Regions from separate parts of the Mus musculus genome. Here regions 1, 2 and 3 are each linked to region 4. Evidence: chromatin contacts called from public HiCAR-type and HiChIP or PLAC-seq data. All regions are on one chromosome and are shown on one strand. The core of a region is the stretch at or near the end of the contact, and the rest is flanking DNA. Distances in the headings are between cores, read along the strand shown. Region 1 holds the start of Nppc (natriuretic peptide type C). Region 2 holds the start of Usp40 (ubiquitin specific peptidase 40). Region 3 holds the start of Ugt1a6a (UDP glucuronosyltransferase 1 family, polypeptide A6A). Region 4 holds the start of Efhd1 (EF hand domain containing 1).

Region 1 (6,829 bases), core at 602-3,101, 590 kb before region 4:
GCCTGACTGTCAAGCACTTATCTAAGTAAAGTGTGTCTCATCACATCATCAGGGATAGAGAGCAGAAGGAAGTCAGGAAGGACCCAGCAGCTTATGAGGATGCTGGGAAGATGGAGGCTTCCCGTCTCCATGGAGGGGAAGGAGGCCAGAAATAGTTCAGAGCACCACAAGGCTGGTAAAGAACTCACTGTGGACACACTGAGTTTGAGGTTAGGTCACGAAATAAGCTTTAGCTTGTTCCTTTGCCTCTCTCTTGAAACAGGGTCACCAGCCTAAGGTTCATCTCGGAAGCCCCAGGGCAGCAGCATCAGGACCCTGGATAGACCAGTTTGCCCACAGTTGAGTTGAGAGCAGGGCTAAGATTCAGAATGCCCCAGGCAGAAGAGTGCCCTGCTGCTGCCACAGAGGTTCTCTCTACTAGGAGGGGGCAGGCATATCTGCATGCCTGCCTCACCTGAGGGACAACAGCCCCAGAAAGGCATCCTAGCACTTGACTGCTTGGCTGCTGGCACAGGGCTGGTGGTACATCTTTCTCTCCCTCTTTCCAGGATCTCTCTAACAAGTTTCCAGTTGGCTAGCTGGCCAGTGGTCAGTGGTGGGTTTGGAGGCTGGGACTGCATAAGCCTGTCTCTATTTTTCTAGAGGAAGCCAGATGGAGTACTCTAAGGCTGAACCTGGTCTCTGACCTGGCCCGTGTTCACTTTTTTGTTGTTGTTGTTTTTTAAATCTGTAAAATGGGATATGTGAGGTGGCAGGCAAATGTCTGGGTACACTTGATCCCATGCCTAAATTGGTTGGGGGAAGGTCACAGAACATAGGGATCAGGGAGGAAACCAAACAGTCTGCGAAGGACAGTGATAAGAGCTTGGCTCTCTTGGGTGCAGAGCTAGGCGAGCGGGGAGCGTCCGATGGTGTTACTTACCGCCGCCAGGGGTAGCTGCACTAACATCCCAGACCGCTCATGGAGCCGATCCGGTCCAGCTTGAGGCCAAAGCAGCCTTTGGACAAGCCCTTCTTGTTGCCGCCTTTGTATTTGCGCGCGTTGGGGTGCTCGTGCAGAAGGCGGGCCCAAGCAGCCCGGGACTTGGTGTCCACACGCAGGTCCCGGAGCAGTCGCGATCGGTCTCCCTTGAGATTGGCTCCCCCGCTGCCTGGAGTCTTGTCACCCTTTTTCTGATTGCCACCAGCTGCCTGGGAATCCGCCAGCTCCTCCCCTGGCGGGGTTCTCGGGACCTGTCGGAGAAAAGAGTGGACAGGTGAAAGAGTGCACCGATGTAGCATAGATGACTTTTACGGGGCCCAGAGTGGCGTGGCCCTTCTCAGCCATGAGCGTGCCTCCACCGATGCGGGACAGCTGAGTCCAGCATCCACCTGCCACGCAGCCTTCTTGCCTGCTCCTCCGGGGAGCCCATTGCTCTTCCCGTGCCGCAGGTCATGCTGGGCACATTGGGGCACGGGAGGTGTGCATGTGTCGACATTCTCCCGAGGCTGGGAAATGAACCCGAGAAGTCCCCGCTTTGAGGGAGCAAGTCCGAGGGGGTCTGCCTTTCCGGGTTCTCTGCTCCCTCCTGCGCACCACATCTTTCCACGCCCCTCACAAGCCCAGCGTCCCCGCGACAGCACCCACCTTCGGTGGTGTCCCGGGCTTGGCTTCAGAGGGCCGGAGCGAGAGTAGCGCGAGCAGCAGGGCGCAGGCGATCAGCTGGGAGAGGTGCATGGTGCCGATGGGACCGAGGTGTGCAGACGGTCTGCAGCCGGGACTGCCGGTGAGCAGTCGGATAGGCGGATGCGGAGCAGGATTGCCAAGCGAGCACAGGTCCTACTGCTGTGCGGCGCCGGCTGGGTGCGCTCTGAGTCCGTGGCTCCGCTGGAGCCTTTATAATCCAACCTGCCGCTGATGTCATCTTCCCGCCCACCGGGCCTCCAGGGCCAATGGCACAGCGCACGCGGCCGAATCGACGGCCCGGAGGGGGCCGGGAGGGGGCCGGGAGGGGGCCACGGGGGCTCCCTCTTCTGCTCCAACCCACATCCCACCTCCGAAGGAGCCGGCGGCTCGGCTCGCTGCGCTCAAAGCCACAAAGCGGCGCGCAGAAAAGAACTCCATTTGTAGAATGCGCTTCGCCCTAGTACTCAGGCTTCTAGGCGTCCCTGCGCTGTGTATCTGCTGCTCCTGATACGTGTCTGTACTCCTTCTGCAGGTGCAAAGGCTTAGAAGAAATGTCCTTTATGCAAAGTTACACAGGTTGAAAGTTGGTGCGGCCCAAAATCTACACAGATCGCTCTGTTTCCAAACTCTTCACAAATGCTGCCACGCGCTAGCCAGGGTGGAAGGGCTGACCATGTCTACACGCTCAAACATGGGGGCGGCAGAGGATGGGGTTAGTAGATCCCAGTGGGAAGTGGAGGGAGAGCTTGAATGTTGTAGCTGCAAAGGAGACTTGTAAGTCTCGGATACCCACGAGTGAGAGGATGTCATCAACCCACGAGTGTGAGCCAGGAGTTTGTGTGTGTGTGTGTGTGTGTGTGTGTGTGTGTGTGTGTGTGTGTGTGTGTTGGGAGGTTAGGAGGCAGGTAGCTTTCCTTCAGTGATGTACTGGCCCTTCCTGAAGGTGGAGATGTCCACTTTAGTGTCCTGAATACCCTAAGAAACTATGGGCAGTACTGGGTTTTAACCAGCTCCAAGCCTCAATAGGCCATCGCCATTGAGTTTGGGGTTGTAGTTGCCTTCTGGCTATAGGGACCGGGCCACTTATTTCTGCTGCACACAATTCCTCGCCTTGACCTGGAATCTTGGTCCATCGGACTCTAGGGAGCTCTGCAATTTAGAGCCACGAGAGAACTTGTAGTTTCAAGAATGGAGTGATGTGCAAGAGTTTGTGTCCCTTCTCCTGAGCAGGATGCAGGCTTGAGCGAGGGAAATGAATGTTGGCAGGGTCCCTGTGGTCTCATGGAGCAAAGAGCCTGGGAGAGAGGACGAGAAGCAGGAGCCAGTTAGCTTCTTACAGAGAAAGGGAAGTGGGAAGAGAGGGTAGTGGGAAGACTGCTGGGATGGACATGGGTCTAGAGGACCCAATGCTTCTGGAGGATACAGAGGAAGCAAGAGTGTACTGAGTGTGCCGTCTACTTCCTCGTCCTTTCCTAGCATGCAACCCAAAGACTCCAAATGAGGACCACAAGCTCCTTCCAGCCTTTCGTTTGGGAAATGACTCACAGGTGAGGTTTGATTTGAGTCAGCATATTGCCCAAAGAAAGATCTAGACATCAGTTTCAAGTCCTTTGTCAGTTCTGGAAGGTTGGTGGCTCATCTCCATTCAGCTCCTCCCTCCATGGCCTTTCTGTGTTACTACATACGAAACGACAACCGTGTTGTGCTTGAGAGGGAGAGAGAGAGGAGAAAGGAGATGAGGGTGAGGCCTTCAGCTGCTTCATGGAGTGTCTTTCGCCTAAGGGGCAGGAGAGTACCATCCAAGCTTTGAGACCGCAGCAGTGTCTTATAAGGCCCCTTATTAAGGATAAGTTGGGACTGTTCAGTCTTGATAGCTACTTTCTAAAGGACTACAGATGGTTTTCTTTTATCCTGTCTTGGTAATGGGCTGGTAACTAGGTCTTCTTCAGGAGGTTTGAGGCTTTGTAAAACTGATGATACCCATGGTCTTGTGGGGGATGACTACATCTGTACTACAATCGACATCTCTTCAAGGAAAAATTTATCTATCTATCTATCTATCTATCTATCTATTTATTTATTTGTGTGTGTGTGTGTGTGTGCGCGTGCATTCGTGTGTGTGTGTGTGTGTGTGTGTGTGTGGTGCAGGCATGTGTGTACTGTGATGTATTTTGGTGTGTGTGTGGATGTCAGAGGACAGCTTGCAGGAGTCAGTTCTCTTCCATCATGTAAATCCCAGGGAGGAACTTGGGCTTCTTGGTGGCAAGCCCCTTCGCACATTAAGCCATCAAGTTGGTCCTGCAGGGGAATCTTCTGATGACCTACAGCTTCTGATCTCTGAGTGTAGTCATCTATGGTAGGTCCTGGATGAGTTAACCTTGGGCTAGGCTTTCCTGCCGCTTCTGGTGCTGCTACTGAACCGATTCCTTTGTTGGGGCAGGAACCTGTGGGCAGAGAGTCTGGGGGTGGGCTGTAGGGACATTGGGGCAGGGAGGCAATGGACACATATGTGCTCAGAGACTGAAGGTCTGCTGCTCCTCATGGCTTCCTTCCTGGGCCTAGATTTGGGATCTTAGCTCCCTTTCTCTGGGAAGTCTACTTCTCCTGCCTTTGGCTCTGGGAACCCAGTGGAGATGGAGGAGCAGTGGTCCAGCCCACTGAGCAGCTTAAATGAACGGACCAGGCACTGAGCTGACTGTTCAGTGTTAAAGCTTTGCCCGGGGGCTGGAGAGATAGCTCAGCAATTAAGGCCACAAATCGCTCTTGCAGAGAACCTGGGGGAAACCTCACAACCCCTTGACACTCTAGCTCCAGGGGTTCTGATGTCTCCTTCTGACCTCTTCAGGCAACTATACTTATGTACACATACCGTACTCAGACACAGACTCATGCACAATTGAAAATAAATCTAAAAGTATCAACAAACTGAAATCTTCAATTCCTCCTGACTCAAAGGAAGGAAAAGAGGCCCTTGGGGCTCAAGGGATTAGTAGTTTTATTGGACATCTGACCATTTGTCATCCATGACTGTTCTACATACCTACAGGGCTGCCCTTCAACCTACTCTGTAGTCACTGAGTTCCATTCCAGCGCAGGAGTGGGCCACAGAATAAACACTGGCTTCATCGGTTGGGAAACATGATGACGGAGATGGTCATGTCAGGAGGGCTTTTTTCTCAATCTGAGCCAACAGAACATGCTTTCCAGTGAAGAAGTCTGAACTGGGCATATAACATAGGAAAAAAAAAAAAAAAAGAGGGTCAGAGTGACCTCTTTGGGTTAACTGGAAGATGAGGGCTTAGAAGTACTGTCTAAGAAACATACAAACAACAACAAAACCCAATCGAACGAGAAGCTTGCTAAAAGACAACCCTAGGAAGCTGAGACAGCCAGCCAGTGGAGGTAAAGAGACAAGATCGAGGGAGGTTAGATGGCTTGAGGTGGGGTGCCCAGGGGAGGGCAGGCCTGGGGGAGAGGCAGTTCTGGGGCCCAAGGCAGTGTCCATGCAAGAGGTGACAGAGGGTTGTCTTCATAAAGTCATTGTGCACATAGGGTGGGAGGGTAAGTGAGCCTGGGGGTGCGGGAAAGTTAAGGCAGAGGAAGAGGCGCTGGTTGGGGGGCAGGGACAGAAAGAGCAGGGAGTGATGGCAGTCAGATCAAAGCTGACCTATGACAAACCTCAAACCTCAGGCATCAAGTATGGCACAGCCAAGGCCCTTCTCTCTCTCCTGGGTCTTTGAAGGGCAGGGGTCTGAGAAAAAAGACCTCATCCTCATGACCCCATTTCCCCACCCCCTTTTCCTTTCCAAGAAGGAGATGGGAAAGCGTGCCCATTGCAGAGGACCTTCTGGAACAGTCGCTGTCCAGACCGGATGGAAAGCTAAAGAGGTCCCATTGTGAAAGGTGTGTAAAGCTTCCGGGAACCTGAGGGGAGGGCCGCTGCGACAGGACTGTCCCCTCAAGAACAGGTGGTAGGCAGGAGCTGCTGGCAGCGATGCCCCCTCCTGGCCCTGGGATAACAGGGGTGGATTCTCAGGCCCTCAGAGGAGAGAGCATTGCTGAGAAACCCATCTGTTTTCCCTGCAATTATTTCATCCCGGGGCCCCCTTCCAGCTGCATAACTTCTCAGAGAGGATACTAAACAGGCTGTGAGCTGTTGTTGGGGAGGCCAGGCAGGGAAATTGCAGCGGGATCCTAGCCAGATCTCATCATTGTGCAGGGCCTTCGGTTTCACCACCTGTAATTGGGAAAAGGCCGTCCTTGCCTCCTGGATGGGGGCAGAGGGAATCTGGCGGAGGCAGCAGGAAGCAGCTGAGGCATATGGGGATCTGACTGTTACCGCTCACACGTACGCACTCTTCCCGGTGGTGGGGCCCAACATGATGAATGGGACTGCTTGATAGCGCACAGCCGTGGGGGACACGGAGGCTTGGCTAGGTCTCCTTGAACCTGGCACCTCCCTCAAGAGGCCTGCACCTAAGGGCCTGCCCTGGAGGAGAGGAGCTGGATGCCAAGAAAACGTCATCAGGCATCCTTTGTAGGCCAGAAATTCCAGGAAAGATTTGAGTCTTTTCCTGACCCTAGGACACCCCCACCTGACAAGGCAGCTGCCCCTCTTCCCCTTTCCCAGAGGCCCTGCCAGCACCTGCTCCAGATGGCCTCCAACCCCAATGTCCTACGCAGGCCTATGACGTCAGAGTTTATCCCTCTCCACCCGTCTTTTCTCGTCCTTGTAAAAAGAAAAGATAGGTCCTTACTGGTAGATTCGGTTCCTTTGGGGGAAGAAGCGATCGTCCTCCGACTGTCGGCAGGCAGGTGAGAGGGCAGGGCTGAGTCTTGACCCCCCGAGAAAGTGTTCAGAGTAATGGAGATGCCTTCCCAGCAGAGCCAGGCTCAGCACCCCAGCGATGTGAGGCCTGCACCAGATGTTTGAGTCTGCTGCCAGGCCATTGCCCTGGGGACAGGTCTCGCCTTGGCTGGGCTGTGGTAAACCGCTGGTCCTACACAGCTTTCCAAGCAGTGAGCCACGCTCTTCGGCTGCTGTGAGGACCTTTGTGACAGCCCCCCTTCTTAGTTTAGACCCCGCAGGGAGGTTCATGTTATCTCATCTTAGAGAGAATGTTTCAGATTTTCTGGGGGCCACAGTCTTTAAGGGAGTTACTT
Region 2 (6,965 bases), core at 4,200-6,699, 740 kb after region 4:
ACAGCTTTTTTTGAAGCATGTGCCTGTACCACAAATCATCAGTGTGCCACAGAAAAGACCCTAAGTGCAATGAGAAGCCTCTGAGTGAGATTCCAGCAGGGAGAGCATGCTTAGGGTTATGCTTTGAACAATTCCACCACAGCAATGTACAAAACAATCTCCTATATTTTTCTTCAATGTATTTCCAGAACACTAAGTTGAGAAAATACTGGTCTCTAGGGTTTCCCCTCTGTATTCGGTGCATGGTAAGTTAGTGCACGGAATGAATGTTCTAGTCAGCTAGCATGGATAGTTTACAAGTCTCTCCTTTGCCTTGAAAATAAGCGCAGCAAAGCCAGGCATATTTATAATAGCAGCAATAGCAGCATGGTAGTTGGAAAAGCTATTCTTTTGTGGAGAAAATTTCATTGCTAATTATGAGGCAAGCCATTGTCAATGAAGATGATACTTTGTAATAAATGTTTTCTATGAATAAAGTACTTAATTCTTTCCTTAAAAAACATTTCCTGGACTAGGGAGATAGCTGCAGTGGATAAAGTGCTTGCCACATAAGAATGAGCATTGGAAGCCGGGCGTGGTGGCGCACGCCTTTAATCCCAGCACTCGGGAGGCAGAGGCAGGCAGATTTCTGAGTTTGAGGCTAGCCTGGTCTACAAAGTGAGTTCCAGGACAGCCAGGGCTATACAGAGAAACCCTGTCTCGAAAAACCAACCAATCAACCAACCAAACAAACAAACACCCCCCAAAAAACAAAACAAAACAAAACAAAAAAGAATGAGCATTGGAGTTCAAATCCCTAAGTACCCACTTAAATGCTGGGTGGGTGTGGTGGCCTGCCTTAATCTCAGTTCTCAGGAGGCAGTCAGGATCACAGGGACAACTGGGTTAGGGAGAGAGCTGAAACAGTACAAGAGAGAGATCCTACCTCAATGAATAAATAAGGTGGAGCATGATGGAGGGAGGACATCAACCCCTGGCCTGTACATGCACATACACACACCTGTATGCTCACATGCACACATGTGCACACTTTCCCCCAGCAAACATGTATTTGCACAGGCATGCACACAACACACAAACACATGCAAAAACCCTAAACAAGTCCCAAATATTCTAAGAGACCCAATAAATTATACATTTAGTACCTTTGCATCAGGTTTATCTTTATCCTCTAAAGAACCCAGCTCTTCCGGACCAAGAGAAAATAAAGCTTCTAAACAAAAAAGGAGAGTTAGATATGTAAGTGATACGGCTTCTTCTTAGGAAACTGTTTAAGAAGTCAAGACCCTCATTAAGCAATATCAGCAAAAGACTTAGAAGTGACTAAGGCAATATTTATCTCCTTTATCTATACATTTCAAATTCTTTTAAGATTTCTGTCCACCAGATCTAAGGACAGATATCAAGTGACACTTCAGTATGACAGATCCACAGAACATAAAAACATAAGCAGGCAGAGCATTATGGGACATCCTCTAGCACTATATTCCTGAGGCAGAGGCAGAAGGATCTTGAGATCAAGGCCAACTTGGTCTCTATAAGATTTTGCCTCAAAAAAATCCAAAGACTAAGGTGTAGTTTAAGGGTAGAGTCCATACCTAACACTGCGCCACCCCCTTAAAAAAAAACCCTATAAGCATTAAAAAAAAAAAAAAAAGATTGGTTTTCACTGTCTTTGGCTATGGGATTCAAAAGCTATGAGGAGTCACAGAAGACAGAAAAATGTCACATGTGAGGCTGCTAACCAACCATTCAAGTTATGGACCAGGCTGGACGTCTTCTACCTTGAGACCCTTCCCACCTCCCTTTTTTGGTGTGTAAATGTCTTTCTATGCAAGTAGTAAGACATGGCAATGACCTTACTTGAAAATGAAGTTGTCAGCCCCAGCACTGGCCTCCAGTGTTTTGACACATTCCACTGAGGTAAGTGATAAACGGAGTGAATAGATCTCTTTACTGAAGAACATTGGTGCCTACTCTGCAGAAAAGCCTACAGGGTAAGGAACAAAACCACTCATTTCTAGTCTAGCCTCCCACTGTTCCGCACTGCAATGTACTGGAAATAGAATGGAACACCACTCCCCACAAAGGACATTTACACAAAACATCCCCGTTTCCCTCTTTCAGTATCTGTTCCTCCTTACTCTTTCCAGATTATACCTGCTCCTCTCTTCCACGGCAGGACCATGCTGAACCATGCAGAGTGCACACTGCATCCAGTGCCAAACTACGTGCTTGAAGACATGCGAGAAGCTTACGGCTCTTGCTCTCTTCTCTTCTCTTCTCTGCTTGCTCTTGCTCCCCTTACCCTCTCCCTCCCTCCCATCCCCCTCCACGTTCTCTCCACATGCTCATGGCCTGCCTCTACTCCTCTTCTCTCTCTACTCCCTCAATCCTCCCCCCCACCCATTGCCCTAAATAAACTGTACTCCATACTAAAAGAGACGGGGAAGGACTTGTCTATTCCTCTCAAGCTCCTGGTATTCTCCATGATCTACTTTGATTCCCCCCCCCCCTTCTCTTTCTCTTTTTGGGGTTTTGAGACAGTCTCACTAGATAGCCCAGGCCAGCCTTAGACTTTTAATCTTCCTGCCTTAATCTCCTGTGTGTGAGACTACAGGTGTGTGCCATATAGCTACTATTCAGTTTCTTTTTCTTCATTTTGTTTTGAGAGAGGGTTAGTCTCATGTGGTTTTGAACTTGGGACCCTTCTCTTGCTCCACCTCCTACATGCTCTCAAGTCTGTTCTTAAGGCTATTTTTTTTCTTTTTTTTTCTTTTTTTTTTTTTTTTTACTTTAAGTTGCCTTTACTTTAAGTTGCCTTTTAACTTCAACCCTATTAAAACCTGGAAGGTCTATATCCTTCTTCATTACTGCTTAGTAATGCTGAAAATTCTGAAGAGTAGAATTACTATCAGGAGGCAACTTTATATAGAGGCTGAGGTCAAGGACACAAGATACCACTCTGAAATCTGTCAGTTCACTGCATTAGAATGGCACACTAGATGTGGACAACAGTAAATATGTCCTAAATCGCTAGAAAAATAAGTCTAGCTCAGAGAAACAGAACATTCCAGAGATCTGATAAACGGTGTGGTAGTGAGAACTCGGCATTTAAGTACAAGCCAAACCAGACTGTCGTCAGAATAGACATGAGCTACATATTCATGAATATTTGGACACCGCCCCCCCCCCAATCCGGATCATGCACAGGTCAAACAAGGCTCATGCTGGAATCAAAGGACACAGAGATGCCAATGAAGGAAGCTGGAGTGTAGAGATGGGAATGGGACAAACATGTTGAGAAATAGGCAAGAAATAAAGGCTTTGGTGAAGACTGCCTGGCTTCCAGCATGTGGTTTCTGGAGAAATAGTCTGTCATCTCGGTAACTCACCACAGCCGTCTAATACAGCTAATCTGTGTAGGTTTTTGTTTCTGTTTCCTTTACAAAGCTCCTTACTTCAATTCCTTTGGGTCTTTGAAATTCATAATTTCCAGGTTTTTGAGTGATGAAGGAGGTGTCTGTACACTATTTTTCATTCCTATCAAGGTCTGGGGCAGACAATGCTAACTAAACAGATTAACATTCCTGTTGTGAATATATTAGTGTTCATACTCCTGAGAGAACTAAAACTCCCAAGAAGCCTCAGCCAGGTTAGCTTCTGAGGCCAAACAAATTCAGTACAGATCAGCTCAGAATCAGAGTTCTCTGAATCTCAGAAATGCAGATATGTAACTATGGATGTGTATAAATAATGTGACAACTTTTCCCACTGCAGAAGTCAAGCTGCATGTGTAACCCTGTCTTAAGTGACCGTTACTCTGGAGAAAGATGAGAGAATTCTCTTTATGTTGTATTTCAAATTATGGGAATTAGAAATACCTTGCCTTGTTTTTGCTGCTGTTGTTATGAAACACTACATCACTACACAGAATAGATTTTTTAAATGGTAAGCTTCATAATTTTCTTCAGAGAACGGCAAATATATGTCTTTCTTTGCAACAATGAAACACATATTGTTGAATCCACCTTAAGATTCGTTTTCTTTTATGTTTTTTTCATAACTAATTACATATAAAGCCCACGGTACATATTATTCAAATGCATGTCACATAGCATACCTCTGAATTCAGGTGTGAAATGAAGCGTCTGAAGAAGGGAGCTGAGGTAACAGGTTCCACCCTGATTTCTGATTCCACTTAAATTGGTGAATTCTCTAGGGGCAGGCGGCTCCAAACCTTTAGTCTTTAATTTCTTCCCTCTTCCATACTGACTACTTGACACACTGGAATAATCCTCTTCAAATAGGTTCCCAAACATGGTGGAACTAAACGCTATCCTTTAAAGAAAATATGTTACATAAATGTTTCCATTCTTTAAATGTACCTCCACCCCCAATTTTCTCTTATTATTCGAGCGTAGCTGTTTTGTTAAATCGTTCTTCAGAAAACACAGTAGTTTGTGTTTTGGAGAAAGCGAGACCTGACTTGTCTTTCCTACCTACACGGGGTCCTGATTAACCTGTGTGATCCTGGACAAGTTATTTTAGCTAACATTTACTTCTATGTAAAATGGGGCTGCGTATTTTTCATAGGTAAATTAAACCAGTCACATGACAAAAGAAAGGTTACTGAGTACAAAGGGCTTGACCCACAAGAACCGATAACTATTCTTGGATTCCACATCACTAAATGAGGGGGGGGGGGAGAGAAGGGGAGGAGCCTTCATCAATTATGAAATCTCAGCTTCCCCCATCCCTTCATACACAGTACCAGATCACAGCGTTTCAGTGACTTAACCCTATCACATTAATCTTGACAGTAGTTTCAGCACTTTGGCCCTAAACTAGAGAGCCAGGAGTAAGTACCTTGAGGAAGAAAAACTCTGGTCATTAGAGCCATGGAGTCCAATGGCCTTCCAAAACATACCCAGGAATCCAACTGCAGAAGTGGGGACCTGCGGGAATCTGTTCTGTTTCTTGTGTGGGGAAGGGACATTTGGGGTAAAACGCTGAGAACACTCTCTTAAGTGATAGGAATGGCCAAAATGCAGTTTTCTTCCTTCCCAACACAGTCCTCTGAACAAAAGCTCAAGAAATGGAACTCGCGAGGCAGGCCTCGAGCTAGCTCGCGGGCTGGCTTCCCGTCACGCCGCTCCAGAGGCCTTGCCGCCCACCAAGCCGCCCAGCGCCCAGGAGCGCGACCAGGCGCGCGTCCCCGCGGCCCGACCCCTGACGCGCTGCCAGCAGAGGCCCGGCGTCTCTCCCCAGGCCGCCGGCGTCGTCCCTACGCTGCCCTCGTCCCTCCCTGCGCCCAGTTCCCCAGCCCCACTTACTGCCTATAGCCCAGACCCCCGCCCCGGCCACAGCACAGAGTAAACGAACTCGCTCCGAACGGGCACCGCCATGCCGAGGAGGCCGTGTCTCTGGAAAGTGATTTCCAACCACCCACCCCCACCCCAGATGCGACTACACTTCCCAGGGTGCGTCGCGCCACGCGGAGATTTATGGGTAGTTATACTGCTCTTTTTCCAGACGGCTTACAAGTTAAAATTTGTATTTATTGCTGCCTGCAAAAAGCGTTGGAGCCACATTCTGTTAGAGCTTTCACCATTTAAGTGGAGTATGTATTTATATAGTCTCTGCTCTAGGATAACAAAAGAACCTTAAAACAGTTTTTCCTCTTCAAAGTATATCTCTGATACAAAACTTGTGAAAATGCTCTACGTTCTGTGAACCTTCTTACATCGCCTTCAATCCACCTTAAGTAGTTTATATATAACCATGCAAGCATGTATGCACACAAAACTGTCTGTCCTGCTGGAGCTCTTCGGATAGGTTACTTCCCATCCTTTGCACAGACCCCATTTGTATCTCCCTCGTCTCCTCCAACCTCTATCAGGATGTGAATGAAGGAAACAGGTGAAATCTAATTTTTATTTCAGCTGAGAGTTTAAGAGATGGAGAACAGGAATAAAGATGGAGGGTGATGGGGGTTGAGGGTGGCAGAGTCCAAGTGACCATCAGTCCAAGGGATTTGTCTTTGGAACATTTGAGGGAGGCTGGTGTGGCTAGAACGCTGAGGAAGTGTTGGGAGGAAAGGACTGGAGATGACCATTGGCTAGGAATAAGGGGTCTGGGCCAGGAAATGGACTGGGAGAGTACACAGCTCTCAGTACTCCAGGTGGAGGACCACTTTGCTTTTTAGCAACCTCCCCTTCACTTTGCTTTCCTGGCCATATCTCTTTCTGTCTTATGGTACTTTATCCTCCTATTTAAAAATCACAGCTATACCTTAAACTTTTATTCCCTGACCAAAACTCAACACTGTAAGCCAAGATCCACAGGCATAGGTGGCTTCCCTCTGGGCAGCTATATCCCCTTACACCCATGTGCTTGTTAGTTAGGTTTTGATTACTTTTTTTTTTTCTTGGTAGGTTGTTTGTTTTTGTACTTTATTTTGTTTTGTTTGTAAACGGGACACAAGCTAGGGTCACATGGAAAGAGGGAACAGATGCTGAGAGAATACCTCTATAAGATTGGCCTGGAGGCAAGTGTGGGGACATTTTCTTGATGAATGATTAATGTGGGAGGACCCAGCCCACTATGGGTGGTGCCAACCTTGGGAAGGTGGACCTGGGTTGTATAAAAAACAAACTGAGTGACCCAGAGGGAACAAGCCAGAGAGCAGGGTTTCTCCATGGCCTCCACTTCAGGTTCTGCCTCTAGTCCCTGCCTTGAGTTGCTGCCCTGCCTTGAGTTCGTGATGAACTGTGAGCTGTCTGAAATGAACCCTTTTCTCCCCACGTTGCTTTTACTGGTGGTGTTCATCACTGCAATAGAAAGCAACCTAGGACAGCCTGGCCTCTTTGTTATGTTCTGACTCATAGTTCCATTCTACCACCTGTCTACGTTCTCCTTCTCTCTCTGGGGTCAACTTACTGCAAGTGGCCATACCCCAAAGT
Region 3 (6,949 bases), core at 3,698-6,197, 870 kb after region 4:
TATTCATGAGTCCACTGAATGGAGTTTTGAGGGTAACATTCTTGGCGAGTGCATCCTACCTAATCTCTGGTGTCTTATCTCAGTGCATAGCTTGGTTAGGGATGGGTTGTGCTTTGCTGACTGTGGTTCTGGCCACTTCTAAGGTCCAGCAGACCTTGTAACTGAGCCACATTTTCTCACAAATTGGCATATTTTCATGTGCAAAGAAACTTCTTAGACAAAGTGAAATAATGTTCCTTCTACAAAGTAGAGCCTACAGATTTATCTGTGTCAAAGTGAGGAATGGGGGCAGCGGGAAGGCTCAGGGGTAAGTGCAGTTCTAGAGGATCTGGTGCAATTCTCTACACACACAGAGGCTCATCTTCTGCAGCCACAGTTCTAGAGGGTCTGATGCCCTTCTTCTGGTCTCTAAGGGCAATGGGCACACAGGGATTGCACAATTTAAATAAATTTTATAGCATGAGGTGTGTGTTTGTCTGTTCTTGGGGAAGTCACGCAAGTGAGTAGCAGATGGCAGGACCTTAGGAGCATGAGTCAGCTAGCTCAGAGATATTTTTCTCCCCTTTATTCCTGATCAATAAACTGCCAAGCACAAACCAGACCATGTGTGCACCCTTGCCCTCTTTCCCAGGGTGGGACCAGAAACTCTGAACAATAGTGATATTGGAGTAGCTCATTGCACCACTCCAATGTTTACAGATATTAAAGCTGTATATGATTTTATAACTACATACCTATAAAATCTGTAATGAAGTGTGGTAATATAAATTAGGGTTCTTTATATGTATATATATATGGTTTTATGTATCTCCTAAAGGATTTATATATGGTAAAGGTCTTTTGTATGTTTAAGGTTATTTATGGATAAATATGAAGAAAGACAATGTCACAAGGGATGTTAGGATACACAGAAAGCCTTTGAGTAAGAGCATGTGCATAGCATATGTACTAAGGTAAATATTCATTGAGAGACTTCTGGATGTATGTATTCCTTCATCCCTGTTTCAGGTGGGAAGGTTATCTATCTTGGAAAACCCCATGAGTTTTATGTTGCTGAAGAACATGTGTCTGATAGGAAGGAACCATTTCCTGGGGAGAAAGTTTTTGTATAATTGTGTGTGTGTGTGTGTGTGTGTGTGTGTGTGTGTGTGTGTGTGTGCATATATGCATGTGTGTGGGTGCATGGATGTGTGTGTGTGTGTGTCATGTACATGCATGCACATGTGTATAAGTACACACTGTGTACAGGTTATGTTTTCTGACTCTGGCCCCCTTTAAAGCAAATTTTCTTGAGTGCTTCCTTGAACAAAATCTTCCTGTATTTATTCTGAATAAATTCTAATATTATTTAGAGATGCTATTACATACTTTAGTATGTATGGAAAGATATTATTAAAATATATTAAAAATTGATTTAATAGGAAATAGCCAGTCCAGGCCTTTTCATTTTTACAGTGAGTTTTAGTAGAATCTAGTACTGAGTCCCACCACTATTGATTCATGTCATTGTGGGCAATTTGGGGCCTTGGTAGCTCTGGAGTTGGGAGGCCAGTGGTCATAGGCACAGCAACAGAAGCTCCAAACTTCCAGTCTTAAGTTTGAAGGCCACTTGTGTACCCTCTGCAGTCAGCTGGCTGCCATCTGTGTAGTCAGCACCCTTGAGAAACATCTTGCCTCTGTCTTTTTTGGAATGTTCCCCACAAGGATGTTTTTTCAGCATGGGAAAGTGTTGACTTAGATCCTCTGAATGTAATCCCTCAGCATTTGTGTGTTAGTTTTGATGATGTTACAGATTGACAGGGCACTGGGTTTTGTCAGAGAGTCTTTCATTCAGCAGCCATCCATGAAAACCTTCTGTGTGCCTGGCTCAGTGTTAGGGATGCAACCACTGAATGGAGGTAGCTTTAGCCAGGCAGAAGTTTGCTGACTAATGAAGAAACAGAAGTATGAGCACAGAGAGAACCAATAACAAGGGGCCCAGTGGGGAAACCATGAGATGATGGCAAGTGCATCCCCTGTCCCATATTCCAGTAACACAGGGACACAAGTTCTACTAACCATCCCTCTCTACTCTATCCACCCATCCTTCCTTAGGTCTATCAATTCATTGATCCATCTATCCATCTATCTGTGTCTGTGTTTCTACTTCCCTCTTTGTCACTGTGTCTCTCTCTCTCATACCTGTGTGCGCATGTGTGTATCTGTATATTCATGCTTGTGAGTGTGTTTGAGTGTGCATGTATGCTCATGCTTGTGAATAAGTGAGTGTGCATGTATGTGTGCTCAGGCTTGTGAGTGAGTGTGCATGTATGTGTGTGTATGCGTGTATAAGCATGAAAGACGACATCACATTGTACTCCGTGTTACTTTCTTCAGTCACCATCTCTCTCTCACTGTAACTGTACTTATCAACCCATCTAGACTGGCTAGCCAGTGAGCACCAGGACTCTTTCTTTCTCTGCCTCCCCAGAGCTGGGATTGCAAGTCCATGCTGTGGTGTCAGGATGCTGCTTCCTGATTCGCTTGGGTACCAGATGCCTGGCTAGGGGTGGTGATGAGAGGAAGAAGACAGGACAGGCACACAACACAACAATGCTGGGATTACTCAAGGTTCTCTGCTTCCTAGCTCACCAATGTGGATAATGACTTTGCCAATTTGTCATGGATAATTCTCAGAATCCTAGACAGGTCATGCTCATGTCAAAATACTCATTCACCAGGCACTACACTCACTGGGGGCTGCTCACACTCCCTACGTTTCAAGTTTCTTGTAAACATTGGGGGTCCAAACTCAGGTTCTAAATTTGCATGGATTGTTTAAGTAACTTGATGAATTGAGTTGAGTATATCCTTATGTGCCTATAATTATACACATGTGTGTTTAAACTTTAAAAGAACTGTTGGTTTCATCACCAACTTGATACAACCCAGACTCACCTAGATTATCTACTTTGGGTTGGCCTATGGCAGTGTCCATCCGTAGCAGATGGTTCTGCTTGCTGCAATTGATGTAGATCCCACCTGAGAGCGAGAAGCATCATTCCCTGCTTTGGGTCCCTGAACAGCATACGAATAGAGAAAGCTAGCTAAGTCCTAATCGTGCACATGTTCATTTTTCTCTGCCCTTGCTTGAAGATCTTCTGTCTGCTGTTTCAGGTTCTGCCATCTTACCTTCTCCATAAGGATGGACTAGAATCTGACTTGCAAGTAAAATAAGCCTGTGTCCGCTAAGCTTCTGTTTATCAGAGTATTTTACCACAGCAGCAGAAACAAAACCAGGGAAATTCATGGATTTGGTTTTGCCTTTTTTTGTGTTCTGAATTGAGATTTTTCAAGTCTGAAATTGTTCTGTAGGTCTTCTGTCATCTTGTAGGTCCTGGGCCTCTAATTCCTGGGCTTAGGTATCTGAAGGATCTGGAAGGGTGAGTTCCTGAGAAGGGAATTCCTCTACATGGCTGACCTTTTCAGATAGCCCTCAGCTTCTGGAATGAAACTGTCCCCTGTCAACTTTCAGACCTCCTTCCTACTCCAGATGCTAGCTGTTCTTCATTCACTTTGGGGAGCGGCATTTTTACCCATACAGTGTGGTTCTATCCCAGGATCTATGCCTTCATTCCACTGGTGTGTGCCCCAAGCCCCATTTGTTGTTCTTCAGAAATCCCTAGGTTAAAGCTGACCTTCCCCTGTATAGGTAGAAGTAATGTTATGCAAGACACCCTGAGCCTGTATCCTCCCGCTGGACTGGACTGAGCCTCCTGGGCAGCAGGAGGGATAAAACTTAGAAGTGCCAGGCATGCCACATTCCCTTTTCTGGTGCCCAGTACAGAAATACTCCTGACAGCTGCACACCCCCCCCTCTCTCTCTGTGCACATGTACACACACACACACACCAGTCTAAGAAACAGTAGAGTCAAATCTCATGAACAAAGCTTGCAAAGCACCCTCTGGTGATGCTCTGACAGAACCTTGTTGTCCTCTCCTGCCTTCTTCCTGATTTCAACCTATGACCCCATGGACTTGCTGGAAACAAGAACAAGCCAGTCAGTACCCAGGTGAACCTGATTTTCCTAGGAAGGGCCCAGGCCTCGGTAAATTGTGTGTCTGTCATAAAGAATACGAGGGTACAGTTCCTCGTGCTTTCCCCAATTCATGCCAGCTTGCTTAAAGACATTCTTCAGAGAGCTTTTGCTCTGCCACTCAGGAAGGACAGAGCTACAGTGTGCTTCCTTTATGAGTCTCTGGGGAGTGGTTTCTCATTGCTGTAAGCTTGTCTCTTTTCATTCTGAGTCAAAAATCCTGTTTATGTCACAAAAGCCAGAGATCTCAAACCAGACCAGTGCCTCACTGCAATGAACATTAGCAAGTGAACATGTGTAGACAGAGAGACATACTGTGGGACACACTGTGACAGTATTACAGCTTCCATGATGAGATATTTTCAATGCTTTTTTGTTTTTGTTTTGCCTGCTTGTTTATGTGTTAAAGGCAAAGAACAGACACCAGGGGGATGGGTGACCAGTGGGCTGGGAAGCACAATTTGAAACCCACAAAGAATCAATTAAAAGCAAAACAAAACAAAAAACTCCAACTCCCCTCCTCCCTCCCACGCTGATCCTCCACCCCTGCTTGGACTGAGTGGAGTCTTTGTAAGCCTTAAAGAAAGAACTTTCATCTTGGCTATGTTCCTGCTTGCCCTTTGGGGTGGCCCCTTCAGTCCTGCTTTCCTGAGCCCCAACCGACTGGGGTGCCAAGGTTAAGGCAAGTACTGGCAAGCTGGTTCCAATATGCATATGCCTGACAAGGTCTGGGTGAGCCAGTTCCTTGATTCAAAGAACAATTTCCTCCAGGGCAGCCTGATTTCAACATCCATAACTCCCTGGCCCGCCCTCAGCAGTGATTAACAAACAGAACAAATGTAACCCTCCCTCTTTGGTGGTGGTTAGAAAACCCAGAATTCAGATGCTGGCTGATGGTGGCTGACTGGAAACCGACTTCCAGATTTCTTACTCTTGCTCAAGGGCCCTCATCACGTGCTACCTAGAGGCACAGGTCTCTAACCTTACTATCTGACAGGCAAGTAACAGATTATGTGTGGTGAGAGAGCAATACAGAATTTGAAAGATAAGGGCTTTTGTCTTCCTGTGCAGAGCTTCCCAAATGCCTGTTGATTTCATGAGGGGTGGGAGGGAAACCTGTGCTGTTTGTTTGTGATAAGCTGTTGTACTGTTTTCTTAAAGCTTATGCTTAAGGGGCAACTTTTGGAAAGTTTGTAAGGATGGGGTCTGGAACCAGCTTTGAGATTAGAGGGAAGGGCAGAGAAAGGGATTGAAGTTAGGGTTGATTACTGATCAACGGTAATTTAATCAATCAGCCCATCCCCTGTATTTCATGATGCGGCCCCTATGAAAGCACAGAGGGATTGGGTTGGGGAGCTGCCAGGTTGCTGAAGGTGTGGAGGATAGGTTGCACCAAGAACACAGAGAGCGGCCATGTCTCTCCCCCAAGCTCTTGGCATTTCTCCACTGCTGTCTTGTTGCACTATGGGTGCTGCTGCTGTAATGAACCTCTGACTGAGTGATTCTCTGAGTGGTTTGAGCAGAGCTGCTCTGAGGCTGAGTAAAAGAGCCTCTGGTCTGTAGCCAACTCTGCTAAGTGGTTGACTTGACTCATACATGCCTGGTAACACAAGAGCTGTGTGAGTGAAAGTGTGCAGAAGGAAAGGGTCGTTGGTTTTTCCCTTATACACATGTCGAAGGGTCAGCGACCAACTCCTCACAAGGGAGCTGGTTCTGTCTTATCCTTCCTTGAGTAACCTTTTACTATTTGATTGAAAATGAGGCACAAGGATAAAATGGACAGACAGTCCCAATGCCAGTTTACTCACACACAAACTGGTACTCGGAGCCTTCTGTATGCTGGACACTGATCTGCATGCTGCAGACTCAATAGAGAGGAACACTGAGTTTGGTAGAGAGGGACATTAGAACAATGATTGATCCCACCCTGCACATGCTACTAATAGTTGGGAGAGGGATGCATAAATACACAGAAGGTGAGGTAATGATAGCAAGGAAGGGAAGGAGGCCCAGGGCCACAGACTGGGCTGCTGGACCCTGGGCTCAACAGGGAAGGTGTCACGGATGGGACACTAGCAGAACTTTAAAGGAAGTAGGTGATCAGAGCTGACATCGTGTTTATTATGTATATCATCTAGGGGGAGCATCTTAGAGGTTCTAAGGCCATAAAGAGACATCATGACCACAGCAACTCATAGAATGGAAAACAGGTAATTGGGCCTGGCTTACTTTTGAGAGCTTTAGTCCATTATGGTCATGGCAGGAAGCATGGCAGCAGGCAGGCAGACATGGTGCTGGAGAAGAAGCCAGGCATTCTACATCTGGATTGGCAGGCAACAGGGAGGGGGAGACACATTGGGCCTTGGCTGGAGCCCCTGAAACCTCAAAGGCCACCATCAGTGACACCTTTCCTCCAACAAGGCCACATCTACTCCAAGGCCATTCCTCCTAACTTTTTAAATAGTGCAATTTTTTATGAGCCCACAGGGGCCATTTTCATTTAAACTACCAAAAGGAGGGCTAGAAAGCTGCAGACCTCTGGTCACATCAGCCCTGAGCTCTGCTGTCCCTGGAACATGCTTATCATATGTGCTCCAGGTCGCTCTCACTCTCCAGAGTTCTGTCATTTCAGAGAGATCAATGCCATGCATCAATAAGAAAGGCTTGGGCCATAGGTGGGAAAGTTTATTTGATATCAAACAAGGAGATTCAAAATACATTCTAGGAGCCCATTGGCATTTTGGAGCCCATTTTAGGAAATGAACACAGTTTTCTCTTAGCAATACCAAAATGGTCATTTGCTTTCCTAGAGCATCCTCCCCAAGGGTGCTGTGGAATTTCTCGAAGGTTCAGGCTATGTAGCATTGCAACA
Region 4 (6,661 bases), core at 1,165-3,664:
ACTGTTTACCACTTTGATCCCAACACTCAGGAGGCAGAGCCAGGCAGACAGCCCTCTGTGAGTTTAAGGCCAGCCTGGTCTACATAGTGAGTTACAGAACTACAAAAAAATAGTTATTTATTTTGTATATGCATGTGAGCGGGTGTGTGCTTGCCATGGTGGACATGTGTGAGGGTCAGAGGACACCTCTCTGCAGTTATATCTCTCCTTCAGGGTGGGTCCTAGAGACAGAACTCAGGCTGTCAGCAAACTCCTTGTAACTGTCTCCTTGGAGATCAAAACATTTCATCCTGAGGGAGGTAAAAACAACAAAAGAGCTTGAAGAAGTCCCTGAAACTGACTAGATTCACTTGGCACCTTCCTGCCAGAGTGAACAACTCAGTGGCAAAGAAGTCTTTCAGATGAGCCTAGGCACCAAGACTCAGACATGCTGAGCTGCAAAGACGACTCTCAGAGGAGAAAAGCTGCAGAGAGGACTCAGACCAGACCCGGCTGCCTGGAAGAAACAGAAACCAGCTTGGAATGAACTCTACCCAATCTGTTGAGCCCCTACCGGCTGTGCAGTGTGCTCCAGGTCCCCAGCTTTGTGAGCTGTCACTCACACTGGGGTGGGCTTTGGTGATGCAGCTGTCTTCGAGTCATTTCTGTTCCTGTAAGTGACCCCAGTAAAACTGGTTGGTTTGCCAAGTTGGACTTTGGTGATACCTGGTCTGTTGAGGGCTCCCCATCTAGGAAGAGTAGATGAGTGTGTTTTGTCTCCTCAGGAAAAGTTTTGTCACACAACATACTTTTCCCTATGGCTTTAGAAACACACACACACACACACACACACACACACACACACACACACACACGTACACACCACCTTAAAACTTGAACCCATGTTTTTGAAGGGCTGCTACTGAGCTTCACCCCTCATGGTTACCCCCTCCCCTTATAACTGTTTTATTTGATGTTTGATCTTTGAGGCAGAGGGTCTTACTGTGTAAATATAGACATACAGTCCAAGCTGCTAGAGTCGGAGTCCTGCCCCAACCTTCCAAGTAGAATCACAGGCTTATATGAGCCACCATGCACACCAAAAGTACCTTTATTTTTAATGACTTATTTTCTTGAACCACTTTTTAAAAGGTGTGTTTTACTTTGTGGATGCTAGGGATTGAACTCTTTTATGCCTCTTTTATGCTAAGCCCTCTGAGCTCCCCCCCCCAGCTCCCCCTTCCCCCTAACCCTTCCCCCGTTAATTTCTTGTGTTAATTTCTTGTTTGCTTTGTTCCGAAGCAGCGAAGCAGCGGGTCTTGCTGTGAACCCCAGGCTGGCTTCCTACCCTGGAATTCTCTTGTCTAAGCCTTCTGAGTGCTGGAGTTATAGGCGTGTACCCCAACACCCAGCTATTCGAATTCTAATCGAATTACGTTTTCATGAGAGCACGCAATGGCTCTGATTTTTCCCTGTGGCCCCCTAAGATGTGCAGGCAACCAACTCATGCCTTTCAGCGGTGCACACCACCGGGCTCATCACACACACTCCCCAGTCTGTGGCCCAAAACAAGTGGAGCAAAGCTGGTCCCCAGTGCAGCCACTATTGTGTTTACAGCTGCTTCTCCATGTTTGGCTGAGGGAACCCTCATTTGCACCACATCCTTCCTTAGGGAGAATGACGGCGGCTCTACTTGTTTTTACTTCAATCTCCTGTTTCAAAAGTTGCCTTATTTTCAAGCCTTTTCTAACCCCACTCTCCGCAGTGGTGGCTCTCACATTAAAAAAACAAAACAAACAAAAAAAAAGCCATACAGCCAAGATACTTGCCACATTTGGTCCCTTAACAAGACAACCCCCCCCCTTTTTTTTTCCCGGGAATCAGGAGATTTTTCTCACTTTATTTATGTCTAGTATTTTTAGATTGTTGTGGAAACATTTCAATGGTATATGAAAGGCACCTTCGTACTGCCAGGAGCATCTCCTACTCCAGGGCCTTAGGGCGACGACTGCTCGCTACACACGTGGGTGTGTTACCAGGCACGCTTAATTCTCCCATCTCAGAGGGTCCTAGGCCGCGAGCTCCCTGGTTGGAGCGCTTTGGAAGAGAATGGAACTGCCTGAACGGTTGCCAGACTTAACTCCCCAGTGTTTGCAACCAATTCCCTGGGGATCACCAGTTCCCAAAGGGCGGATTCTGGCGGCAAGAGCAAGAGTTGATTTCAGGGTCCATGTCTGGACTGGGGGACGGATTAGCATCAAGTCTCAGCTTATGAGAGGTTTAGGCAAACGCGACCCCTAGGACGCGCAGACACTCCCTTGTCCCCTGTCCAGTAGATAGTCCTACTGCACCCGCGCCTCCTTAAAGCCGCAGCTCCGCCCCGCCCGCCCCGCCTACCCACGGTTCTTTTCAACCGCCGGGCCCCGAGCGATTCCACCGAGCGTCAGAAAGCCACGAGCCCGCAAAGAGCGCACAACTCTCTGTCCCCGTACCGGATCGCGAACCTCAGTTCCATCACCACAACCCGCCATCATGTCCAGCGAGGAGCTGGCCTGCAAGCTGCAGCGCCGGTTGAGACTTGAGGTGCGGGCAGAGACCGACCAGGGCGACCCCCAGCCTGCACCCTGCGATGCCCCAGCCGGGCACCCGGAGCCTGAACCGCCTGCCCGGGCGCCCACAGCCAGCGCGGACTCCGAACTGAACCTCAAGCTGAGCCGCAGGCTGGACATCCACCAGGGTACAGCGCGGCCGGGCCGCTCTAAGGTCTTCAATCCCTACACCGAGTTCCCGGAGTTCAGCCGCCGCCTCCTGAAGGATCTGGAGAAGATGTTCAAAACGTGAGCGCTCGTCCTGCGCCCCCGAAGAACGGGGGATCCGAGACAGGGCACGGGGTGGCCGCGCAGCGAGTGGGACAGTGAGGAAGGAGGTGCAGGCGTTCAGGAGTGCACTGAGCATCTGGCCAAGTGCAGCCAGATCGTGCGCATCAAGTTCATTGCGCGCCATGGGGAACCTCGTCAGGCTGGGGATCTGACCCCGGCGGAGCTCAGAGGGTCCTACTCAAAAGCCCCCTCCCTGAGTCTCCTACTCCCCAGGGCGGGTCCCGCACCCTCCTCCACCCACAGATCCAGAGATTTGCTCCCGGAGCAACTTCTAGGAAGCGAGCCCGGGGCGCACCTCACCTGCCAGCCTTAATTTTATCCCTCAAGGGAGAAATTAGCTGGATTGTCTTTTATCTTATAAAACAAAGGAAACAGTTGACACACGTCTTCAGTAAGGGATGCGAGAAATGAAGGAAGGCTGAGAACAAGGTTGCTTTAAACTCGAAAGACACATAGGCGTCCCTAGACCAGTGCGGGCGGGCGGGGGGTGAGGGGTGGGGGGAGTGGCTGGCGCAGGAGCCTCCTGGGAGCGTCGCCTAGTCAGTTACTCTTCTAACCGGTGAATGGCAGATGCCTCTGGCTGGGAACTGGTGCCTGCCACTAGTCACTAGGGTGCTGCTGGAGCCTCATCACCCCTCAGAAGAGGAGGTCATGCAAAGACCCAGTAGGTGGCCTGTCACGTGAGAGGTCTCTTTGGCCTCATTTCCCCACTTGAAGAGGGAAAGCAGTAATGACTCTTGCTGCTTTTTCCCCTCCCTCCCCCGTTACTTTTCTTTCTAAGCGAGATGTGGTGACATTCTCGTCTAATCCCAACATTTGGTTTTGGGAAGCAGAGGTAATCTCTGAATCCGAGGCCAGCCATGGCTGCATAGTGACATTGTCTCAAAACAAAACAGAACGAAAAACCGCATGTATTTATTTACGGTGAGTGTGTATGCATGAGGAAGTGTCATGGCACATTCGTGGAGGTCAGAGGACACGTTGTGAGAATCAGTTCTCTCCCTCCACCACGCAGGGGTTGGGATCAAACTCAGGTGATAAGACCTGGTAGCAAGTGCTTTTACCAGCTAAGCTGTCTCACTGACCCCTCCTTTGCCTTTTAAGGCCACGAAGTAGTCTGTACACCGAAAACGCCTCACTAAGCTATTAATATTATTTCCAGAATTCGGCCGGGACCGGAAAAGTGGCCAGGTCATGCTTGGGCGTCTTTAAAGTGCTTGGAATGTGTTTGCCCTCACCAAGGAGGTTCTATTTAAAGGCACTATGGCGATCACTGCTTCCACTACTCCCGAGGTCTGCAGAGCACCTCAATACTTGCTGCCTCTCTGGCAGTTTGTTTTCTCAGTACCCTGCTCCCAGCCACTGTTTTCTCTGGGTGCAGTTTGGGCAGCTAAGGAAGGTAGGGTTGGGAGTAGAGAATGAGACTGGGGTGATGGTGGAAAAGCCAGGGAAGGCACCGTGGTTTGACATATCCTGCCCCCCCCCCGCCCCCGTGGTTTTCTTTGGGTTTTATATTCTGTAGGAATGGCTGCTCTGGCCCGGATGTTCACCTGTGTATCACTCCCTCCACCTTGCTCTGTTGCCTCTTTAGCTTCTTTCAGGTTTTACTGGGAAGCTCCCATTTGGAAGGTTAAGTTTGTTAGTCTGCTGTGTAAGAGGAGTACGATTTATCCCTTCGAGAGGTCTTTGGAGCCAAGTAGTGTTGGCACTGGCGGCATCAAGCTAAGGAGGAGGGCAGAGTGCAACCTGTGGTTCTGGGAGAGCTGACAGCCCAAACTGTGCGGGTGTTTCTACAAAGCTAAGCTGCCCATCTGAAGTCTAGGTTAGAGCCTTTGTCACCTGCAATAAAACCACAGGAACAAAGGGAAGTGACCGACTTCTAAAACAAAGCCCAGAGCCTGCTTCAGGTGTGGCTGGATCCGGCCACAGGTGACTATACACAGTCACAGTTTCCTATCTTGTCTCTCTCCCCTCCACTCCCTCCCTTTCTGGTTTCTTGAGGTAGCTTATATAGGACAAGCCAGCCACAATGTTACTATGTAGCTGAGGCTGCCTAGGTCCTGGTCTACAATACCCACTCCCCTACTGAGTCTCCCTCTGTAGACCACGCTGGGCTTCCAGCTGTTTAGGTGATTTGTATCCACCAACAAACCCAGCTCATTTCTTGTTTCCTAAAGCCAGATTCTCTTCTCTCCTCTCCTCTCCTCCCCTCCCCTCCCCTCTCTCCCCTCCCCTCTCTCCCTTCTCCCCTCCCCTCTCTTCCCTCCCCTCTCTCCCCTCCCCTCTCCTCTCCTCCCCTCCCCTCTCCTCTCCTCCCCTCTCTCCCTTCTCCCCTCCCCTCTCTTCCCTCCCCTCTCTCCCCTCCCCTCCTCTCTCCTCCCCTCTCTCCCCTCTCCCCTCTCCCCTCCCCTCTCTCCCCTCCCCTCTCTCCCTCTCCCCTCTCTCCCTTCTCCCCTCCCCTCTCTCCCCTCCCCTCTCCCCTCCCCTCTCCCCTCTCCCCTCCTCTCCCCTCTTCTCCGCTTCACTTTCTTCTCTGGTCCTTACTCTCAGGTGGCTCCTTCCAGTGGCATAAGTGTGACCACAGTTGCTTCAGAAAAGCCCAGTGAGAAAGAGTAGTCACAGCCGCAGCCTTCATGTGGTCTTTTTTTAGGTATGGGGGGGGGGGGTTACTATTTCTAATTGGCTCTTAACCTGTTGCTCAGGGTAAATTAATTGTTCTCTTTGGCCAGGACTGAGCCTCATGTCATTCCACTTTCTAAAGTAAAGGATGCATGCCTTTCCCCACATCTGCACGCTAAACTCCCTACCTACCTCAGGCTCCTTGTTCTTAATAGAAACAGGGGTTGCTCAGCTCAGACCTTCCTAAGGGTCCATGAGACTGGCCCCCAGCTGGGTTTGTTTTCTCACCGGGTACTTCTGCTGGATTTTCCATACCTAAAGCACCAGGAACTTCGTCCTGTGTCTCCCCCATGACCAGGCCCTCCACGTCTAGGAATACTCACTGTCTAGACTCTCCTAGTACACTCTGGTTTTAACTCCCATCCAGCCCAGTCCAGGGAGATGTGGAGCCCTGACCAGCAGTGAGTGAATACAACCTCGTTTTTTGAAGTGTCCAGAGGTGCCTGCGCTCATACCCACCCAGATGCTCTGCCTCCTTGCCACCTGCCACCTTCCACCTTAGGGCAGCCAGCTGGCTGAGTCCTTCTCTCTGTTTCATCAACTGGTGTCTGTGTGCACATACAGTTCTGTGCCCGTACTCCGCTGCTTTTATCCAGGCAAGGGCAAGCAGACCCTGAGCCCCCTTCCACCCTTCTGTTGAAGCCACTGGGGCTTGGTGATTTGCAGATCTACACTGTCCTGCCTGGCCATGTCACATGTCCTGTAGCTGGCTAGAGTTCTTTTTCCTCTGCCTAAAATACTGCGTGATTTGATTTTACTTTATCTTATTTACTGAGACCTTTTTTTTTTACTGTATAACCAGGCTGGCCTAGAACTCGTGGTATTGCTCCTGCCTCAGCCTCCCACCTGTTGATATTACAGGTGTGAGCCACCGTTGGCTCTGTGTTACTGTTTTCTTTTCTTTGAGACAGGTTTTCATCTATCTTAGGCTAGCTAGCCTTGAGCTCACCATGTAGCCAAGTTCAAAGTTGACTTTGAACTTCTGAACCTCCTGCCTCTAGTTCCTAAGTGCCAGGACCACCATATCCATCTTTGTAGTACTGGGGATCAAACCCACAGCTTTGTGTATGCTAGAAGAGTAGTTTACTAACCAAGCTACACACATACACACACACACACACACA

Evidence for each region. HiCAR-type assays count read pairs that join an accessible place to other places. HiChIP or PLAC-seq counts read pairs in DNA pulled down with a chosen protein or histone mark.
Region 1: a contact with region 4 is called in an HNF4G HiChIP or PLAC-seq map of pancreatic cancer cells, with 13 times the contacts expected there. The contact joins the promoter of Nppc here to the promoter of Efhd1 in region 4. A contact is called at or near these places in 2 of 39 promoter capture datasets (embryonic stem cells and pre-B cells), 1 of 484 Hi-C or Micro-C datasets (embryonic stem cells), 3 of 115 datasets of contacts at active chromatin or transcription factors (astrocytes, neural tube and pancreatic cancer cells) and 1 of 9 other capture datasets (liver).
Region 2: a contact with region 4 is called in a HiCAR-type map of astrocytes, with 3 times the contacts expected there. The contact joins the promoter of Usp40 here to the promoter of Efhd1 in region 4. A contact is called at or near these places in 2 of 39 promoter capture datasets (embryonic stem cells and hippocampal neurons), 1 of 115 datasets of contacts at active chromatin or transcription factors (astrocytes) and 1 of 9 other capture datasets (liver).
Region 3: a HiCAR-type map of astrocytes shows a contact between it and region 4, with 3 times the contacts expected there. The contact joins the promoter of Ugt1a6a here to the promoter of Efhd1 in region 4. A contact is called at or near these places in 2 of 115 datasets of contacts at active chromatin or transcription factors (astrocytes and microglia).

Annotation. Positions count from the first base shown.
Region 1 is chr1:86,668,722-86,675,550 of GRCm38.p6, forward strand. It overlaps Nppc (natriuretic peptide type C), which reads right to left and starts at 1,852. Exons shown (of 3, transcript NM_010933.5): 1 at 1,628-1,852; 2 at 923-1,233. The coding sequence starts at 1,717. The coding sequence ends at 943.
Region 2 is chr1:88,003,102-88,010,066 of GRCm38.p6, forward strand. It overlaps Usp40 (ubiquitin specific peptidase 40), which reads right to left and starts at 5,450. Exons shown (of 32, transcript NM_001198573.1): 1 at 5,337-5,450; 2 at 4,124-4,341; 3 at 1,146-1,213. The coding sequence starts at 4,322.
Region 3 is chr1:88,129,862-88,136,810 of GRCm38.p6, forward strand. Ugt1a6a (UDP glucuronosyltransferase 1 family, polypeptide A6A) reads left to right here and starts at 4,948. Exons shown (of 6, transcript NM_145079.3): 1 at 4,948-5,074. The region is part of intron 1 of Ugt1a10 (UDP glycosyltransferase 1 family, polypeptide A10); the gene reads left to right. The region is part of intron 1 of Ugt1a9 (UDP glucuronosyltransferase 1 family, polypeptide A9); the gene reads left to right. The region is part of intron 1 of Ugt1a8 (UDP glucuronosyltransferase 1 family, polypeptide A8); the gene reads left to right. It also overlaps Ugt1a7c and Ugt1a6b.
Region 4 is chr1:87,261,939-87,268,599 of GRCm38.p6, forward strand. It overlaps Efhd1 (EF hand domain containing 1), which reads left to right and starts at 2,415. Exons shown (of 4, transcript NM_028889.3): 1 at 2,415-2,816. The coding sequence starts at 2,512.